Linked DNA regions of Mus musculus: regions 2, 3 and 4 are each linked to region 1. Evidence: chromatin contacts called from public Hi-C data. All regions are on one chromosome and are shown on one strand. The core of a region is the stretch at or near the end of the contact, and the rest is flanking DNA. Distances in the headings are between cores, read along the strand shown.

Region 1 (3,276 bases), core at 489-2,988:
GGCTCCAACTCTGTACACAAACTCCGTCCGTGTCTCTACAAGGTTCTGTATCTCTCTGTGTCCACTTTCCTTTTCATATAAGGACACAATGATTGGAGGGCACCAACCTTAAATATCTCATAGTACTTTCATCATTTATTTAGAGGTTCTATCTCCAAATACAGCCGCATTCTGGGTTAAGTCTTCAACATTTTGGCCAGTCTACTGAGGTGGGGAGGGGTGGGGCTCTATTTAGACAATAACACCATTCAAAAGAAATTTAAACCAAAGAGTGAGTTCCCTATACTTGCTTTTGGAATTCTCTAGGGCAATTTAAGAGAATAGCCCCATCTTGAAGGCTAACACCTCATGTGACCAAACAGAAGAAAGACCCGCAAAACCAGAAAATGCTTCCAGAAGAAAAAAGCCCAGAAGTTACAATGCATTAGCCTCTCTTTTGGGTTTCTTAAGATCTCCCTGTAAGAGGGAGTTCAACCTGGTTTATCCTTTACCACTGCTGGAAAATGATGCACCTGAAGCACTGAAGGGCCAGGTAATCCTCATTTCCTTTGTCCGAAGAAAACCAGTGAACACCAGGTACTCATTGCCGGTGTTGGACATAGAGAGAAAGTGGGGCAATTGTTACTTCCCAAGACGGCACTGCTACTTCAAATGGAGTCAGTTACATTAGTAATTACCTTCCGCAAGACAAAAAAGTTATTCATGGTCTATCATTTAGATGTTAAAACTATGATGCTAAGAAGTAGATAATATGTGAATGTATTAAACACATCAATAAAATATTAAGACAGTAAGGATCTTAAAGAACATAGTAGGTTATCTATGGTCATAGGATTACTGGTGGATTGTGGTACTCTCTCTTAATATATTTTTATATTCCCAATTTTTTAAAGCATAAATTATAAAATCTTATTTTCTGCTACATAGATGCCCAGATAAATATGAAAGTCAGTTGTACAGAAGGATCTTGTAGAGCCAGGATGACACAGCCTCAGATCTGAGCAAATTAAGCCACAAGCTTCATTGTGTGAGCCTCCAAGACAACCAGACAAATCCCAAGTACATTTATAATGTCACTGACACAACAGAAATCCTGCACGTTAACAGATCAAGGGCCAACCAATGATTACCCACAAGCCAGGGTAATCCCTCTGCCATTCTATACGTTTGCCTGATGTGGATCAGATTTTACAGACACTCTCTTGGAAAACCAGGAAGGAAGCCAAGTGCTGAAAAACATGATCTCACTCATAAATGGTGTGACAAAGAAATAACAAATTAGATAACCACCCCCCACCCTTCCCCAATTTATAATTACATTTCCGTGTTTCCACACAACTGTCTTAACTCAAGGGACAGAGAGAAATGACACTTCTGGACATTAGGCGCTGTTGTACTAGATCATCCTCCATTGTCTCTGCCTGAAGACTTAGTGGACAGGCAGCTGTTTTAGAGGCAGCGGGCTCTCAAAGCCTGTGTCCCCAAGGAACCATTTCCTAAAGAGATTAATAACAGAGCCACCCAGAAGTGGCTTTGAAGTCTGCACGGCTCTTTTAAAGGCAGTCAGTAGCAAATTCTAAAGGGTCCCAATGGGAGCTAGTCTGGTTTCACAAACACTTGCTAGTTGGACAATATTTAGGAAATCAGCTGCCTCCAAAGGCTAACACATATTCTAAACACACCATCCAGGACTGCCAGAGACTCTGGTCATATCTGTGCCAGCTGAGGAAAAGCTGGCAAGTGCCCAAGGGCAGGGGCTGATCCAGCAAACCTCACAGCCAGACAACTTCATTCGCCACTCCAAGTGGAAAACGGTCTTTGTGAAAGGCTACCTAAGCATTGTTTTGCCCAGTGATGTAGTGACCAAGCCAAATTAAGTCAAGGGGATAAACAAGATATCTTGTACAGCCTGAAAACAGAGAGGTATTGATAGGTTGGGTGTGGGAAGGTGGCTGGCAGGAAGTCTTACCATGTAGGCACTCCTTCTTCCTTAATTTTCCCACATCCTCTTCTGCATCAGTGCCTTCCAGATACTCCTGAGTACATCCCCTGGTCTGCCAGCTAGGGTGTGAACTATGGCCAGGACCATACCATCTACTGAGTCTTAACACTGACTGGCTCACAGCCTTCCACTTTTCTGTCGACTAGCTCATCAGACAATAGTACCCAACCTGAGATGACTGTAATCACTAAAAAATAAAATTGTCCAACCAACCAATGTGGTAAAGACTGCCCTGATCTTCAAAACACTCTTGCTTTTTCTCTATGTGTGGTGTACTCTATGTTCCCAGGAACTTTCGTGATTCAGATTTTCATCTAATTCAACATTCAATTTAAGGGGCAGGTCATTCTGTCACAGGAAGCTGTGTGGGTACCATCTTGGGAAAAAAAAAAGTCGCAGGCTCATTTAATTTTATCCTTATCCAACAAAAGGACTAACACTCTTTATCATCACAGTAGAGCAACCATAAAACATTCACATGTTCACACATACATATGAGCACACATGTATGTATAAACATATACATGTACCTTCCAAATCTGGGGGATAAAAATGAGTTTTTAAATAATAACTATTTTTAGTGTTTGTGTGTGTGTGTGTGTGTGTGTGTGTGTGTGTGTGTGTATGTTATGGGTGTGTGCATGTGTGTACATTCACTCATGTATACAAGAATGCACATACATGTGGAACTCAATGCTAGGTGTCGATTACTCTCTACCTTACTTTTTGAGATAGGATTTCCTCCCACTGAACCTGATGCTCACCAACTTTTAGACGGGCTGGCCAATGATCCGACATACTTGTCTCTGTCTCCCAATATTGGAATTACAAGCCTACACCACTGAACTCTGCAGGAAATGGGGACTCAGGTCCTATTGTTTGCATAGCAAACACTTTACCAACTGAGTTATCTGCCTATCCTCAATAATAAGTATTATTATTTTAATTAAAACATTTGACCATAAACTTAGGATACAGTATGGTGCTTTCTTCAACAACACCCCCCCCCATTTACTAGTACCACAAATGGAGCCAGAGAATTATAACACCACCCAATTTTAGGACCCCTCTTGTCCACATTGTAGCCTATCCTCTTCATGACTGAATAGATACTTTAACCAATACCTTCTAAAATGTTTCCAATTATATGCTTGCCAAAAGAAACATGGCAACTATGTTTCCCTTGTACTTTTAAATTGACATCTTAATGTTATTTTACATCTCAGAGTGAAAGGTGAAAAAGATCAATATTTTCAGACTACCTACTAATAACT
Region 2 (3,276 bases), core at 504-3,003, 220 kb after region 1:
GGGGACATGTGTCGAACTGTCTTACTTAGTCACTTAGCATTGCTCTCCTGACATCTGCCACCTAGAACATTGCTTTTTTTTTTTTTTTTAAGTCTTCTTTGATTAATCTGTTTGATAATGTTTCTTCATTGAGTTATACTCACGGTGTACTCTCTTTGTGTGTGTGCATACATATGTTCACTTGTGTGTGTCTAGACCATAAGTTAACCTCGAGTATCTTCCTGGATTGCTCGCCACCATACTTGTTGATGCATGGTCTCTTGGTCAATCTGGAACTCACTAATTTGGCTAGACTTGGCTGGCCAGGAAATGCCAGGGTTCTTCCTGCCTCTTTTCCCCAGTACTGGGATTACAAGCCACCTCCAGCTTTTTACGTAGGTGTTTGGGGATTCAAATGGAGATCTTTCCCAACTGAGCCACACCCTAGGCCTCTAACATTCTTGTACTTTTCTGCATATGTGCTAAACTCCAATAAAGAAGCTTACTTAAACCTCTTCAAATCAATCTTGAGTGGACAAAACCACTTAAAGTGGAACAAGTACCAGCAATAGGCGGCTTTACTATAGCTCCTAAGTTGAGGAGCACACACACATGAGGGGGCTTCTTTATGCCACCCAGGATGGAGCTTAGAGAACAGAAGGTGACTGGTCCTGCATGTGCTGGAGGGCTGAAGCGGAACAGGCCCTTCTTAAGGGCTCCCAGCTGCATAGAAAGGACATTCGTTGGCTGTGCACCCTGAGATTTGACAGTGTACCTCATTTATTTCTGTTTTTTTAATTTAGATTTAACATGTTTTGCGAGTTAGAGACGGATCTGGAATCTTTTGGAAATCAAGAGAACATGATGGAGTACCGAGCTCTGATGTCCAGTGAGAGCTCTTGCATTTCCTGAATCCTTAAATACCGTTGAGGGCAGTAACACGTGCCTCAGACTCTTTGGATCTTTCTGTTCACTAAATGCTCCCTCTCAGAATGTGTCTAAGCTCAATAGAAATCGAAACCTTCCCACTTGAATTTTTTTTTCTAAGTTTCCTACTGGTGCCTTAGGAATTGATTTAGAAACCCTAAAGCCGCTGTCCCCATAAGTCTAGGCACAGATAGGTTATCTATGCCTTGGTTGAAAAACCTCTGCCTAACCTGGGGAAACCTTTTTTTTTTTCTTATTGTTATTTATGATGGAGAAGACTTGAGGAAAGGTCACCTTCAGATGCCTTTCTTCACATCTAACATGAGGCATAACAGCTGCGTTCTGTGAAATAAGCAACTTCTCCAAACAACCGCTCTTACTCGTCATTAAAAATTTCACAGGGAGGTGAAAACCAACAACAAAAAACAAAACAAAAAAACCCAAAACCTCTCCTTTATAGTTAAAAATGGGTTACCCGAATCTGCAGACCATCCATTTTGGCATATGGTACTATTATGTAATCCAAAGGTAGGAAGGCTCAGCCCAGTGATTTACAGAGGAGATTGTAAGAATTTCCTCACAGGCTGAAGCTTTTTTGATGAGTTAAAAAAAAAAAAAAGAATTTTGCTCACAGCGGCAAGCCTGTCACCTAATCCTGAATGCATTGTTTTAAAAGTTATTTTTTTAAAGCCCAGTTACTTCATGCACAATAGTTTTGACGTTTTATCGGCATGCAATTAAAGATCCTTTGTCTAAAGTTCTACTCTAAATTCTTGAGCAGATAGGAGCTCAGCTTTTCAAAACTGAAATCCTTTGACAACCACCGCAGCCCACACGGGAGGAGCCAGCAGTGTTGTGCTGCCCTCTGTTGGGCTATTGCAGAAACGCGTGCGTGCAGAGTTGGCCTAGGGCTGTCTCCAGGAATAATCTGGTAGTCTGTTAAAATAGAGTTCTTTTCACAGAAAAGCCCGAGAAGCACAACAAACTAAGCAATGAGGGAGAAATGTAGAGATTAAATTTGTGGAGACTCATTTGGTGGATGCCATAGACTAAATAAATGTCTGCTCAAAACTTGCTCTTTTTATGAGTGATCGTTTGGAAGACAAGACGGGCTGACAATAAAGACTTTCCTTCATTTTCTTGACAGCAGTGTGAGGACTGATCAAAGCAAAAAGAAAGAGTCTTTGAGGCCAGCCTGTTCTACAGAGTGAGCTCCAGGACAGCCAGGGCTACACAGAGAAACCCTGTCTTGAAAAAAACAAAACAAAACAAAACAAAAAAAGAGGAGGAGGAGGAGGAAGAGGAGGAGGAGGAAGAAGAAGAAGAAGAAGAAGAAGAAGAAGAAGAAGAAGAAGAAGAAGAAGAAGAAGAAGAAGAAGAAGAAGAAAGAGAAGAAGAAGAAGACACAAAAGTCTGACACTCATGCTATTACAGTATGTTTACAGACAAGAGCCTGGCATGGCTGTCCTCTGAGAGGCCGTACCAGCAGCTGACTGAGACAGAAGCAGATACTTACAGTCAAGTGCCCTCAATTCTGCCAGGCATGACTGTTGTGCGAAGGGCAGTTCTGGAAAGGCCTGGTTCTAAATATCTTGTTCCTTCAAGTGGAAGTCTCTGTGACTGAACATTTATTTCATGTCAGCTACTGCAGACAGTCTAAAATTTGGTGGCAGGTAATGGCCTCTCCACATTGAAGAAGTATCCTGTCTACTGAAGAAGCCCCAAGGAATACAGTTATATACAAGCAATATGCATTACAGCTTGAAGCAGGTTGAAGCATGCACAAACCCATCCACATGAAATAAATGAAAGGATATTAATTTCCTTGTGCTTTCAAATCAGAAATTCCTACTGGAAAGGCCTATTAGAGTCATATAGGAGTCCTTTCCTCAATTACCTGGTTTGTTGTTTGTTTTGTTTTGTTTTTGCAGAAAAACTAGCATCTTATTCTCACTTTTATAAGCTCATGTGTTAACTGAGATGGGGAATGTTAAGGTGGGGACAACACAAAAGCCATTATTGACTCTATGAATAGGAAGGAACCTTGGGGATCCCCTAGTGGCAAACTGTTATTTAACACTTGAAAATGTGGACTGGAGGTGTAGCTCAGCACTTCAGTACATGCCTAGCACACACAAGGCTCTAGGTACACACCTAACACAATACACAGAACAAAATAAAAACAAACAGAGGCAGAAGACTTCATCCAGATCATGACTGTGGTAGAGCCAGAATCCCAGGCCTTTTGCCCAGCTGACTTTCCCCCCTGTTGCTACTTCAAATTTACTACAATATTAACCCCTTTCCAGCGGCTCCAGGTATCACACCCAGGTCTGTTACCCAAACCCTAGCTCATTTTCAACACGTGGA
Region 3 (3,276 bases), core at 544-3,043, 150 kb before region 1:
ATGTGGATGGAGTTCACTTGGAATTCTTAACTAAAAGAATCTCTTTCCCTCTTAGATTGCTTTGTCAAGGAATTTTATCACAGCAAAAGAAATGAAACTAAGAAACTACAGGAGCCTTTGAGCTCTTTCATCCTTGATCACAAGGTAGGATGGAGGATGGGTGGCTGTTGCAAGAGTCAGGAGAGCCAGACTGGCTTCAGGTAAAGGCAGCAGGGACTTGTTCAGATGGCACCTGAAAGGGTGGCTTAGACTAAGACAATGTGCCTCCTCTGGAGGACAGCAGCCTACCATAACAGGTCCTGGGGAAAGCAATAGAGCCAAAGCACAAGACAAGGACTACAAAATAACTACTAGGAATATGTTCAAGGACCTTAATCAGGGTAAGAAACAATTTATCTTAATGAAGACTGTGATGACACAAACCATTGAAAGAAAACATCCAAGACATGAAAGTAGACTTTAACAAAGAAACAGAATCATTAAAGACAACCAAAACTGAAATAAAATGGAAAACAACTTAGGATGCTAAGTGAAACCCTCACAGAAAAATCAGCAGTACACTAAAGTTGTACCATAAGTCTTCTATATTGTAAAACTACTAAAGTTTTTCAAAGTATTAAAATAAATGACATACAGCACACTGTTATTACAGTAGGCCATTTAACATTTATCCAAATAGAGAAACCCAAGGTGTTTGTACCATATGGACTTGCTCATGTTTGTTCATTGAATGTTTTATAGAAGATGAATGTAAAAACCATCCATTTGACTAATATCTATGCAAACTTTTTGGTGAAATTAAAATTTAAATATATTATCTACTATGCTTTTGTTGCTGAAATAAAAAGTTGCTATTTACTGCTATTTGCATAAATATGTAATTTCTATCACAGAGCCTGTATATTTTGGCCATAAAATGAAAATTACAATTATAATTCACAGATGGCTCCTTGTGACATTGCCATCAGATACATGTGTCAAAATCTACCTTAACAACAATCATTTACTTATGTGCTAAGTACACAACACCAGGCAAGTTCTATTGTGATATTCTGTAGAAACTTATTTGATACACATTATTCTAACGGCTGATTCCAGTCCATTTAGAAGCAGACTGTAACATATTATAAATACTTAAGAAGTCCTTGGTGATCAATGACATCCATGCAATATATCAGTCAGACATGTCACATGTTCTGTTTGTGAAGCTAGTTATCTAAATATCATGCTGGAGAAATACACAAACAGTTTTTTTTAATACATAGATTTTAATTGAGTTTATGACTTTTGTGTTAGACCAGATTTGTGGCAATCTGTGACAGGACGTGACCGTAGGTCAAATAGAGAAATAATATATGAAGTTACACAAGGACCTAGTGTTATACTCACTTCAGAGAATAGATGGGCTTTTCCTGTCCTTACGCTTTGAGACAGAGTCTTATGGCCTTGCCTGGCATGGAACTCACTGTGTAGACCTGGTGAGCCTCGAACTCACAGAGACCTGCCTGACTCTGTCTTCTAAGTGCTGGAGTTAAATATGAACTACCACAGCCAGCTTTCTTTTTATTTGTTATTCCTGTGTGTATACAATGTGTGTAGGTCATACAAGTGCTGTGGCACACATACAGGGGTCAGGGGACAGCTCTGTGCAGTCCGTTGTCTTCTACCTTTGTGTGGCTTTGCAAGCTCAAGCTCAGGTTGTTGGGCTTGCCCAGGAAGTACTCTGTCTCCCCCACACCCTGCTGGCCACAGGCTTCCCTTCTCTATAACCAGTAGTAAATTAAGGAAGTTCTGGGCACTGAGGCTACATGACTCACCATGTTAGGGACTCTGCCTGGCATGATTCTCTAAACAGCAGGAAACCAAGAAGAACCAATTTCTCTGCTTAAGATTAAACAAGTTTCACAACTGGTAGACAATGAGAGGCCATAATACCCTAGCATGCTCCTGTGGCTCAGCACTCAGAAATGAGTTCCTTAATTGTCTCTATTTGCTGCCATAGTATCTCCTTATCAAACAACAAGGGCCACGGTTCGCTCTTCTGTAGTTGCTTTAGTAATACAATTACTAAGCCTTTCAATTCCAAGACAGCGGCTGTGGCAAAATCTTCCAACTATGAATGCAATTCATTCTTACCCTTTGTTCTTTACACAGGCATTTTTCAAGTGAACATAGCTGGAAGGAAATATACCCTGGAAGAGAAAACATGAAGGTTATGTTTCTAGCTATCTCTTAAAGCCAGTTGTTCATAAGAAGGATGTATTAAACAGTTACAACCATGACAATATCAGGAATAGAAAAACATCAGTACATTCTATGGGCTAAATAAAATGCAATGCAGCATGAATCATTATTTTCTAATACCAGTTACAACCATTGCACTTTTAGAGATTTTTTTGTAAATATAATTGAAAAAAAAATCAAATCTCACTCAGTAAATACATTCTTTTTGTTTATCTCTGCAAACAGAGTCTTGCAGTGTAACCTTGTCTAACCTGAAATTTATTATCTAGAGCAGGCTGACCTTAAACTTTTGGCTGTCTTACAGCTATGCTTTCTCAAAGCTGATGTACAGCTATGGGCCACCACTTTGGCCATCTAAACACGTATGCTTTTAATAAATCAGAAAATAAAAAATCCAATAATTCTACATAAAAACTGTGCTTTAAAAAAGAGGGGAAAACAGCACTGTACTGGCAGGTTTTGTGTGTCAACTTGACACCAGCTGGAGTTATCACAGAGAAAGGAGCCTCCCTTGAGGCAATGCCTCCATGAGATCCAGCTGTAAGACATTTTTTTCAATTAGTGATCAAGGGCCGGAGGGCTCCTTGTGGGTGGTGCCATCCCTGGGCTGGTGGTCCTGGGTTCTATAAGAAAGCAAGCTAAGCAAACCAGAGGAAACAATACAGTAAGCAGCCCCCTCCATGGCCTCTGCATCAACTCCTGCCCCCAAGTTCCTGTCCTGACTTCCTTTGGTAATGAACAGCAATGTGGAAGTGTAAGCTGAATTAATCCTTTTCCTTCCCAACTTGCTTCTTGGTCGTGATGTTTTGTGCAGGAATACAAACCCTGACTAAGACAAGCACCTATGATGTTGTTATTTGGCTATTGTTTGTGAGACATGGTCTCACACCACAGACCAACCAGCAAGGAATTCACTATGCTATCCAGGTTGGCTTTGAACTTTGCAATCCTTTCCCCTCAGCATCCCAAGTGAGAGGATTACAAACATGTAACATCGGACCAGGCTGCATGTTATGTTCCAATGAGTAATTT
Region 4 (3,276 bases), core at 226-2,725, 130 kb after region 1:
TCAGGTGGCATTGGAGCCCTGGAGCTGGAGTTACAGACAGTGGTGAGCTTCCATGTGGGTGCTGGGAACCCACCTTTCTCTTGTATCTCTTTTGCTAGTCCTGATATAAACACAAAGAAGATCCTATCAGGGCCTGCTCTGATCCGTGGACATGCTAGAGGAGCCAATGCACCCTAACCCACCGCTGCCCTCTTACACTCAGCCGTCAACCATGCAGTGGGCAAACCGATTTTCTACCTTTGAAAATAAAAGATCCTCATTTAGAAGTATCTTAAAGATATAATTTTTAAATAATAGAATTATCTAAAACAAATAACATATGTATTATTTTCTTGAACATTTTAAGAAGAGTATATAACCAAAGTTGTTTTGCCAAACTACAGATTAGTTCTTTCCAGCCTGTGTTGTATGTGGCTCCTACACCACCAAACATTATGTATTCCAGTAACCTTTTAGAGGGGGAAACTAAGGAATAGTAGGCCATGCCTCTGTAGTCTTCTCCGCTGCCTGAGCAGTAGCAGACCCATGTTCTGTGTTGGTTTTGTCTTTCTCCTAATAGCTTAGAGTTTCTGCTTTAGATGCCAGAGAATGGTGTCAGGAAGCCAACTAGATTGGGGCCTTTTCACTAGAAGACGGCTTTTCTTCACATCTCCTTTCCACACCACCAGTACTTAGAGAGTACTTAGGCAAACATGTGGAAGAGTGGCACTACTCTATCTAGGAGTCCCACCTGGTAACGTCCATGGGCATTCAGGACAGTTGGGGGCCTCAGGAGACTGTGAAGTCACCTTGTTCTGGTCCAAGTTTCCACAAAGAGCCTTTCCTACTTTTTACAATGGTGCTTAAGTCCTAGCAAATGCCACAGAAGAGGGTTTGCCATTTGATGCCCTGGGAGCACTCGTATGAAATAAACACCACCTTCTGTGTAAGTCTTGGGTGGCTCTTGCAGCCAGTATTAGACTAGATGCTTACACCTAAGTACTGAAAGAATACCTCTATGCTTGAGGAGCATAGATTGTATACAAATATATTGTTAATCTGTTATGTACTGTCTTAATTCCTACACTGCCAGTATAATATAACTAATTTTGATACTTATATTTTCATATGAAAATTAGTTATGGAGGTTTCCAGTAGATATCACTTTAATCAGTTTTTAAACTAAGAAACATTTATAAAGAAAAAAAATATATATATATATACTTCCTTTTTCCTAGCCTCTTTCTTCCTTGTTACTATATTTGTTCATGTTTGGTGCATAGAACTGAGTAAAATGTCAAAGTTCTGAATTTCATCAAGATGTATATATTTGGTGTGGCACCTTACAGCACTTTGAAATACCTCACATTTATGAAAATAGATAGCAATTAAGTTATTTAAAAAAACAAAACAAAACAAGAATTCATTACAATTTCAGCCATATCCTTTTACTCCCATGTATGGCCAAAGAGGAAGTGGTCCCTGGTTCTTCTCTCCTGGGGACAGATTCATCTATCACCTTTGCAGTTCAGTGTATCTGCTTGGTTATGGAGTCTGCTTCTTGGACTCAAAACAAGTCAGATCTTTTTGGTTTCATTGGGTTGGGTTGGGTAGTTTTTTGTTTGTGGTGGATTTTGTTTTGCTTTATGTTGGTTGTTTTGTTTGTCTGTCTGTTTCCTGATTTGAAGAGACTCTCTCCAGGCTTCCCTCATCCTAGCAGAAATGAGACAAGTGCTCACCCTGACTGATTAATGAAGCATTGCCCACCCTACTTCAGAGCTCTCACTGTCCCGTGAGAGGTGTTACCCTCCCAGTGCATCTATCTGTGTATGTGAATACTGTGTGTGTGGGCTGACCAGGAAATCTCCCTCGAGGATTGGTCGGAGTACAACGATTGATTAATTCACTGACCACACCCAAGAGTCATGTGGCTTGGCTGCCCAAGCCACTAATCACACAGTTGGTTTTTCTGGCTTAGCCAGCCAGCCATCATCCTGAGTCATCTGTTTATCATAAGTAATCAACTGTAATCAGAGGGCCCACTGAGTAAAAGAGTAACTCAGCCAGGGGAAACTCAAAGTGTTTATAAATTACCTCCAAGAACAGAAGGCAATGACCAATCAAATTCTCTGTTTCCCCTTTCTAAGAAAGTTGAGAACAAATGTGGAGTCACCTATTAGAGAAGGTGTGTGTTCTTTTTATTTTTATTTTCAATGTATGTGCCCACTCACATACTTTTCTTGTTCTTTCATCTCAAACCTATGCTTTCCTGTCGTATGCCAGCCCAAAACACTGTTAGACTAGGTGAAGGCATTAAAGAACCGAACACCTTGTAGGTGATCCCTGGTTCTAGGAATGGAAAGCAAAAGGAATAGAAGGTCCTGTTGCCTCCTTGTGGGCCCTGTGGGCCACTGCCATAATTGTGCTAGGAAGGTGGTCTATGCTAGAGAGTCAGCCTAGGGTTCCCTGACCAAGACAAGCTAGCAGATTCTTCTGTGCTGTCGGCCTTGTTTTGATTTTGTTTGTTAATACAGCCATTTTCTGTGACTTCTTCCTATATAACATCAGGGCTCTGTTTTGTTTCCTTCTGCTAAATGGTTTCTAAATGCTTCTGCCCTACATTGACAGATTTTGTATTCTTACAATTTCTACCCTAACTCCCATTTTCCTTTTCTACCTCCGTGTCAATCCGCTGTGACTCTGCACCTGCAGCTTTATTAAAGTTCCCTACATTTCCAGCTTATGAATAAAGATGAAAGACCATGCACTGGCCCCGCTGCCACTCTGCACCTCTGAGACAAACAGCCAGCTTGTTGCTATAACTCATTGCCCAATGCATGAGCTGATCTTGTATTCTTACCACTGTGGTTCTTATCCACGCCAATTTTATAATGAAAATCTCAACTCGTTAGACGAACTGCTTAGAGAAATTCAAATATATAACATCTGTGACATTCGCTTTATCTCTCCACTCTGCCAGCCCACAAATAAAGCCTAATATATAGCCCAGCATGAAATGTCTTAGAAAAATAAAACCGCAAAGCTAATGAGCTTTGATTTGCACTTCTGTTTGATACTCACTGTGGACTGACTCCTGATGTTATCTCTTTGTTCATAAATGACTCTAAACATATGCTACAGCTAATTATATCAGCTGCTAAGCTGTATAAAGAGAAGGACGAAGAAAGAGATGTAAGGGGGAAGAAAATAGACATTTCCTGATAGCCCAAAGACCCCAGGCTCTTTGTCCACCTTGGTGCCTGGTCAGCAGGTGGTGGCACGTTTGTTATGGAAGAC

What was found. A called contact is a pair of places that touch in the nucleus more often than the background predicts.
Region 2: a contact with region 1 is called in a Hi-C map of the N1E-115 cell line, with 2.8 times the contacts expected there. The contact joins two enhancer-like sites. A contact is called at or near these places in 5 of 39 promoter capture datasets (embryonic stem cells, liver, maxillary cranial neural crest and 2 more), 3 of 15 datasets of contacts at CTCF or cohesin (the NIH/3T3 cell line and pro-B cells), 7 of 484 Hi-C or Micro-C datasets (the CH12 cell line, the G1E-ER4 cell line, the HL-1 cell line and 4 more), 7 of 115 datasets of contacts at active chromatin or transcription factors (bone marrow-derived macrophages, embryonic stem cells, microglia and 1 more) and 3 of 9 other capture datasets (adipose tissue, embryonic stem cells and pancreatic islet).
Region 3: a contact with region 1 is called in a Hi-C map of the N1E-115 cell line, with 2.4 times the contacts expected there. The contact joins two enhancer-like sites. A contact is called at or near these places in 1 of 15 datasets of contacts at CTCF or cohesin (the NIH/3T3 cell line), 2 of 484 Hi-C or Micro-C datasets (the N1E-115 cell line and nephron progenitors) and 2 of 115 datasets of contacts at active chromatin or transcription factors (microglia and oligodendrocyte precursor cells).
Region 4: a Hi-C map of the N1E-115 cell line shows a contact between it and region 1, with 2.9 times the contacts expected there. The contact joins two enhancer-like sites. A contact is called at or near these places in 2 of 484 Hi-C or Micro-C datasets (the N1E-115 cell line and nephron progenitors) and 2 of 9 other capture datasets (adipose tissue and liver).

The regions. Positions count from the first base shown.
Region 1 is chr12:40,476,168-40,479,443 of GRCm38.p6, reverse strand. The region is part of intron 1 of Dock4 (dedicator of cytokinesis 4); the gene reads right to left. Among named protein-coding and RNA genes, the nearest start is that of Dock4, 32 kb to the right of the region's middle. Within about 2 kb of position 1,738, at least 30 of the 459 cell types and tissues checked have an H3K27ac peak or open chromatin away from gene starts, as enhancers often do. A contact at or near this core is called in the N1E-115 cell line and adipose tissue, where this site is marked.
Region 2 is chr12:40,255,913-40,259,188 of GRCm38.p6, reverse strand. No RefSeq gene overlaps it. Among named protein-coding and RNA genes, the nearest start is that of Gm40403, 9.4 kb to the right of the region's middle. Within about 2 kb of position 1,753, at least 10 of the 459 cell types and tissues checked have an H3K27ac peak or open chromatin away from gene starts, as enhancers often do. A contact at or near this core is called in the N1E-115 cell line and adipose tissue, where this site is marked.
Region 3 is chr12:40,625,253-40,628,528 of GRCm38.p6, reverse strand. Dock4 (dedicator of cytokinesis 4) reads right to left here. Exons shown (of 53, transcript NM_172803.2): 4 at 2,137-2,192. Among named protein-coding and RNA genes, the nearest start is that of Dock4, 180 kb to the right of the region's middle. Within about 2 kb of position 1,793, at least 59 of the 459 cell types and tissues checked have an H3K27ac peak or open chromatin away from gene starts, as enhancers often do. A contact at or near this core is called in the N1E-115 cell line, where this site is marked.
Region 4 is chr12:40,347,045-40,350,320 of GRCm38.p6, reverse strand. All of the region lies in intron 4 of Zfp277 (zinc finger protein 277), which reads left to right. Among named protein-coding and RNA genes, the nearest start is that of Gm40406, 97 kb to the left of the region's middle. Within about 2 kb of position 1,475, at least 32 of the 459 cell types and tissues checked have an H3K27ac peak or open chromatin away from gene starts, as enhancers often do. A contact at or near this core is called in the N1E-115 cell line, where this site is marked.